2 separate regions of the Mus musculus genome follow, and region 2 is linked to region 1. The links are chromatin contacts, called in public promoter capture Hi-C maps. All regions are on one chromosome and are shown on one strand. The core of a region is the stretch at or near the end of the contact, and the rest is flanking DNA. Distances in the headings are between cores, read along the strand shown. Region 1 overlaps Sez6 (seizure related gene 6). Region 2 holds the start of Rpl23a (ribosomal protein L23A).

Evidence for each region. Promoter capture Hi-C pulls out the DNA fragments that hold promoters and counts their contacts.
Region 2: a contact with region 1 is called in a promoter capture Hi-C map of stem cell-derived epiblast-like cells, with 3 times the contacts expected there. The contact joins the promoter of Rpl23a here to the enhancer-like site in region 1. A contact is called at or near these places in 20 of 39 promoter capture datasets (the 3T3-L1 cell line, 3T3-L1-derived adipocytes, the C10 cell line and 13 more), 3 of 15 datasets of contacts at CTCF or cohesin (embryonic stem cells, large pre-B cells and pro-B cells), 21 of 484 Hi-C or Micro-C datasets (B cells, the P5424 cell line, cerebellum and 9 more), 22 of 115 datasets of contacts at active chromatin or transcription factors (the 230-238 cell line, the SCID.adh cell line, T-cell acute lymphoblastic leukemia and 12 more) and 3 of 9 other capture datasets (adipose tissue, liver and pancreatic islet).

What each region holds. Positions count from the first base shown.
Region 1 is chr11:77,963,691-77,966,875 of GRCm38.p6, forward strand. The region is part of intron 4 of Sez6 (seizure related gene 6); the gene reads left to right. Among named protein-coding and RNA genes, the nearest start is that of Phf12, 18 kb to the right of the region's middle. Within about 2 kb of position 1,756, at least 87 of the 459 cell types and tissues checked have an H3K27ac peak or open chromatin away from gene starts, as enhancers often do. A contact at or near this core is called in the SCID.adh cell line, cerebellum, cerebral cortex and 9 more, where this site is marked.
Region 2 is chr11:78,181,863-78,185,064 of GRCm38.p6, forward strand. Rpl23a (ribosomal protein L23A) reads right to left here and starts at 1,722. Exons shown (of 5, transcript NM_207523.2): 1 at 1,657-1,722; 2 at 941-1,124. The coding sequence starts at 1,681. It overlaps Snord42b (small nucleolar RNA, C/D box 42B), which reads right to left and starts at 1,251; the gene lies at 1,197-1,251.

The DNA of each region.
Region 1 (3,185 bases), core at 506-3,005:
AGTGCTGGGATTAAAGGCCTGAGCTACCACTGCCTGGCTCCTTTTTACTTTTAATAAATAAGATAATTTCATGTTATATTGAGAATTAAGACTGATCCATTCATTACTGGTAAAATTTTAGAAATATTTTCTGTAAAATGTTTATTTATTTATTTATTCATTTATGCTGGGCACAGTGGCACACAGAGGCTGAGGGAGGCAGATCTGTATGTCTTTGAGGTCAACATGGTCTACACAGTGAGTTCCAAGCCAGCTAGGTCTATGCAGTGAGACTCTGTCTCAAAAAAAAAAAAAAAAAAAAAAAGCAAAAGCAAGCATATTTGATTGGGGGTTGGGATTTAGCTCAGTGGTAGAGCGCTTGCCTAGCAAGCGCAAGAACCTGGGTTCGGTCCTCAGCTCTGGAAAAAAAAAAAAAAAAGACAAAATAACAAAAAGACCAAAAAGACCAAAAAAAAAAACAAGGAAAAAAATTTGATTGGCAATTAATCTACTGTAATATTGCTATAAATACAGTCAAGTGTCCAACTTCACCACAATTTTTATTCATTTTGAAAGCATTTAAAACTATAGAAAAGTACAAAAATAAGACAGGCTGTCCACACACCACAGTTCAGAATAAGCCGGCATCTTTACAATCTTCACATATTATTTGTAGTCTTTAGCAAATACTTCAAAGGCATACCCTCCACACAAATACATAGACATACAGACACACACACACACAAACACACACACACACACACACACACACACACACACACACACACACACACGATGGCCCAGGACAACTTGGCATGAAGTGTTTTCTTTTTTTACCATGTAGGTTCAGGGGTTGATCTCGGGTCCTCAGCCTTGGCAGTCGACACCTTCACCGATGAATCATCTCACAGCCCTTATCTTACACCATAGCTCAGGCCGACCTCAAACTCACCACAGCACTAGGGCCTCGGCCTCCTGGGTGTAAGGATTACAGGCCCCAGCTACCATGCTGGCTAGAAACGCCACTCTTCCTTCTCTGCTCCTCTGTAGTCGCTGCCTGACCCTCCCTTTCCTACTGGGAAGGCTAAACCATCTATGCTTCAAAGTTAGTTACCGTTTGAGTAAAGCAAAAAGGTGCTTAGCATGCCCTCCACTACGGAAACCAGCATTACTCGGCTTGCAGGATGCATGCGGAGCGAGGCGAAGCTGGAGCTTCCTCATAGGGTTCCTTCTTGCCCACCCCTTCCCTGGGCTGGAAGTCTGTTCCGTCCTTTGCACAGGTTAACTTTAATTCAGACCCCCCCACCCCCCCTCGCGCACGTGCTAACAGGGGGATAATTGGTAAGAACAATCAAGACATTGTCTTGCGCTGGCATAGACCACTTCTGCAGCTCTGTAGGGGGGAAGAATTGATGGGGGGGGGGGGGCAGGCATCCTGGAGCTAGGAATGCTCTGACCCTGTCTCTTCATCTTGTCAAGGCTTTGCCATCCAAACTGGGGGGAGCAGCCTCTGTCAGCAGGGACCTTAATGCTGGGCAGAGGTTGTCCAGGCCCTCAGCAGTGGTAGGTCCCCACCCTGGCAGGGATGACCATCTGGGCGGCCCCTCCAGCCTCCCTAATGGCTCATCAATCCTCCTCAGCAGCAGGCATAATTTCATGCCACAGTAACCTTTTCTCTTGCTGCAAATTCCTTTGCACAAAACTCCAGTTCCCTCTTTGTGCTTCCAGACAAAAGTGGGAGAACACAACAGGGCCGGAGGCCTAGCAGGGGGAGCAGAGTCCTAGGAGAGCCTAGGGGAGCTGGCCCACTCCTGCTCTTTGTCCCAGCGGCCCTCCCTCCTCTGCCCAGTTTTTGTCAATGATCAGCTCTTTCCTTAATGAGTGTAATTCCCCTAATTATAGACTGTAATTAGCCCTGATCCCAGAGATGGGAACAGGAGGAGCGTGTGCTCACGGGCATTTCTCGTGGGCTGGAGAAAGAGGGTGCCAGGAGAGTGAGGGAGGGCCTGGGAACACACGCCTGCACCTGTGCAGGCAGGCGCTGTCCAAGCTGATGAAGGAGAGGGCACAGTCGTGAGCTTCCACACAGGCCTGTGGCTGGATAGATTCCTCTGGCCGGGTCCCAGTCCCCTAGTCCGGGTGGAGAGTCAGAGTGCCGGGGAGGCCCCTCCCTCCTGCATCCAAGCATTCCTGGCACTGGAGTTGGCTCCGAAACAGCCGCCAGCAAGAAAATAACTCAACAGATTGTGGTGGTGCAGACTCCCTGGGAACGGTTGGTTGTCATGGCAATAGGAAGCTCATCTTGGGAAGTGGCACTTACCCACGATGGAGTCTGGGGGTGCCTCTCGATGCTACCAGCCCCCTGCTTTCACATGATTCCAGCCCACTCCCTCCCCAGGTTGTGCTGGGACTCACGGGGAAGATGAGAGCGCAGGTGCTGGGTCTGACACCTGGCCTATGGCTCCCAGGGAGTCAGCTCCTCCTCATCCCCAGGCTGGGTGCAGTCCTCCCTATCCTCCCCGAGGGAGAATCAGTGACTTGCTGGACCAGCTCCAAGGCCAGCCTGGACTGTCACTCTCAGGTGTCTCTGACTCCACCGGCCAGGATCCCATATTAACTGGGGCCAGGTAGGAAGCAAAGGACCTCGAGAGGCAGGCAGGTACTCCAATCCCTACCCTACCACACTTCTACAGTATGACAAGGGTCAGAAGCCCTCTGACCCTCAGTCTCTCCCAACCTCAGCTTTCTTTATCTTTAAAATGGGTCAATAGCCCCTACCCTACCTTCTTTCTTCCGCGTGTATGATGGGTACTAGGCGAGAAGGGGCTCTTTAGAAACTAGACAGCACAGCAAATGTAAGAAGCTGTTCCTACTCGCAACGGCAAACATTAACAACCAGCTTTGGGGGAAACGGGGCAGAGGTAGGTGTGTGCGTTGTGCAGGCACTGCACATATGGCCTCCCGCTTAACCTCCCCAGCGCTGCAGGCAGTGCTCTAAATCACCGGTTAAACAAAGAAACCATCGAGGCATGGAGCAAAGAAGTAACCTGCCCAAGGTGGCAGTGTAGGAAGTAACGGGCAGAGTCTGCATTTAAACCCAGGGAGTCTGACCCCAGAATCCATCTCCTAAGCACTGCCCTCTCCACTGGCCAGTCACAACTAGCCTTTTATTGGTCAAGCCCTCAAAACTCTCTTCTTGTTTTCAC
Region 2 (3,202 bases), core at 472-2,971, 220 kb after region 1:
ACTATTATGAGACCAGATCAAATAAATAACTATAGAGAAAATTGTGCTCAATTGCTAGAGGTTGGCTACACCCCAAGAGTGTAGTTGAGGCAGGGGCTCACAATACAGCACAAGCTAGCCTGAAATCCAAGAGCCACACTCACTCACACCCGCCCCTCTGATCTGAGACATGAACCCCAAGATGACCTTGGACTTGAGATTCTCTAGCCTCCACCACCCAGCATTACAGAATAACCACCAAGCATGGTGAAAACAATGCAACTCTAAAATTGGCCTTGAGCTATCAGGAAACAACTTTTTCTTAAGATTCTGAAAAGCCAAGTTTTTACTTATGCAACTGCCAAGTAATGACTCAAAAATTCTAGGTACAAATAGGCAATGAATTGTGTCTGGTGAGTACTTCCCCCATAGACAAAACACTTTTCAGTAAGCATTCTCTCAAACTTCCTTTGAGTAGCGTCAGAATTTGATCAATTAAGTGTCTTTCAGGCTGGAGAGATGGCTCATCTGTTGAGAACACTGACTGTTCTTCCAGAGGTCCTGAGTTCAATTCCCAGCAACCACACGGTGGCTCACAAATGTCTGTAGTGGGATCCGATGCCCCCTTCTAGTGAGTGTATCTGAAGACTGCTGCAGTGTACTCATGTAAATAAAAAAACAAATAAATCTTAAAAAAAAAAGTGTGTTTCATAACACTATTCGAAGGCCATCACTCCCCAATTGGACATCTTAATCAACACTCTCCTGTGTTCCAACAAGTCCCCTATCACTTGGAACCAAGATAAGCAACATCTCTTTGAAGTCAACTTTCAAACACTGACTAAATAACCTCACACTTCCACCGCACCAGCTCCTTCAACAATTGTGTTTTATAAGGGAAGCTACGTTAAGAACTCCTAATGCCCTACTACATGCTACTGGGTCCAGGGTCCCTACTGACTTGTTTCTCCTGGGCGCACTCTTCCGAGGATATTTTGGCTGCCTCCGGAGCCGCAGGGTCTTGGGCCGCCGGAAGGTGGGTGACGTTCGGATCTTCTTCTTTTTGTGGCTGTGGACGCCTTTCAGCACCGCCTTCTTAGCTTTCAAGGCCTTCGCTTTGGCTTCGGCTTTGGGAGGGGCAGGAGCTGGGAGAGGACAATTAAAATTAAGTGTGGCATTCGTAAAGTGACCCCTTCCGGCCGTCCTGCCAGCATGTGCATCAGTGGTTCCTTTGAAGACATCACAGGTCTCAGGAGACTTCAGATTTTTTCCATCATATGCACGATACCACAGGCAAAGATAATTAACCCGTTGTACCATCACGTGGGTGCGTATAACCCCATTTAACGTGGGGAAAGGGCGAATAAGGACTACTTTTAATCCCTTATAGGTCTGGAGACCCGGAGCGCCACCCTGTGGATGTTAAGGAGCTTCCCAAAGTCAAATGCTTGGCCATCAGTGGCGGCCGCTGCCGGCCCGGTGGCTTTGCCAATCCCCTGCACTGGAACCAGCCCATGCGGCTTGGCCCACGCGGTCCTCATACCCCGCAGCGGGGCCTAGTCGCGACAGTAGCCACAGAACAAGCCCCCCATGGCTTAGCCGGGCATTCTTCTTCCCCGCGAGTTCGCTCTGCGGGTATCCAAGACCGACCTGACAGATTCCCATACCGCAACATACCTTCCTTCTTCGCTTTCGGCGCCATCTTGGCTGAAAAGGATGGCCCAGCCCAATTCCCATGAGCTTATAGAATGGAGGCTCATAAAAGTCTCGCGATAGCTTATATATAGCACTGATTGGATGAACTGTAATATGAGGCTTCTTGGGAATTGTAGTTCCATTTAATTCCCTAGAGTGGGAGACCAAGCATGCGCCACCTTTCCCTTTGAAAGGGCTTCTTGGGAAATGTGGCGTTTTTTGGTTTGGTTTAGTTTGGTTTTCCGACACAGGGTTTCTCTGGGGGAATTGTAGGTTTTGGCTTTTTGTTTTTGTTTTTTTCTAAAGATTTATTTACTTTATGTATATGAGTACACTGTAGCTGTACAGATGGTTGAGTCTTCATGTGATTGTCAGGAATTAATTTTTTTGTTGTTTGTTTTCTTGTTTTTCGAGACAAGGTTTTTCTGTGTAGATTGGCTGTCTTGGAACTCACTCTGTAAACCAGGCTGACCTCAAACTCAAATCTGCCTGCCTCTGCCTCTGCCTGCGGAGTGCTGGGGTTAAAGGCGTGCGCCACCACTGCCCAGCATGAATTGAATTTTTGGGAACTCTGCTCACTCCAGTCGGCCCCGTTTGCTCTCTGGTCCAAAGATTTATTTTATTTATTATTATACTTAAGTACACTGTAGCTGTCTTCATTTGTTCCAGAAGAAGGTGCCAGGTCTCATTACCGGTGAGCTATCATGTGATTGCTGGGATTTAAACTAATGACCTTCAGAAGATCAGCCAGTGTTCTTACCCTAGGGTCCCTAGGTTTTGGTTTGGTTTTGTTCTGTTCTGTTTTGTTTCGTTTTGAGTTGTTCTTTTCGAGAGAGGGTTTCTCTTTCTCTAGTTCTGGCTGTCCTGGAACTCACTCTGTAGAGGAGGCTGGCTTTGAACTCACCAAGATCTACATACTTCTGACTGCTGAGTGCTTGGATTAAAAGGCCTGTGCCAACACTACGTGGCCTGAGTTGTAGGTTTTTTTTGTTGGTTTGTTTGTTTGTTTTTTGTTTGTTTTTTGAGACAGGGTTTCCCTTTATAGCTCTGACTGTCCTGGAGCTCATTTTGTAGACCAGGCTGGCCTCGAACTCAGAAATCCGCCTGCCTCTGCCTCCCGAGTGCTGGGATTAAAGGCGTGCGCCACCACGTCCGGCTTGAGTTGTAGTTTTTAAAAGAAAAATGTTTATTCCCCTAGGTCTAAAACAGTGGGTGGTTATAGCATCTGGTAGCTGTGTTAAGGTCCTTAAAATTTCAGTTCGTGAGCAATTTCTAGTCTTAGGGAAGAAGTTTGCAGTGTCAGAAGCCTATAACAGTACCAACTGGGAAGAATACAGTTTAAGGGATTAGAAGGACTAGAAGGACGGTCAACACTTAAGATCATGTAGTTCGGGCTGGTGAGATGGCTCAGTGGGTAAGAGCACCCGACTGCTCTTCGGAAGGTCCAGAGTTCAAATCTCAGCAACCACATGGTGGCTCACAACAATCCGTAACAAGATCTGACTCCCTCTTCTGGTGTGTCTGAAGA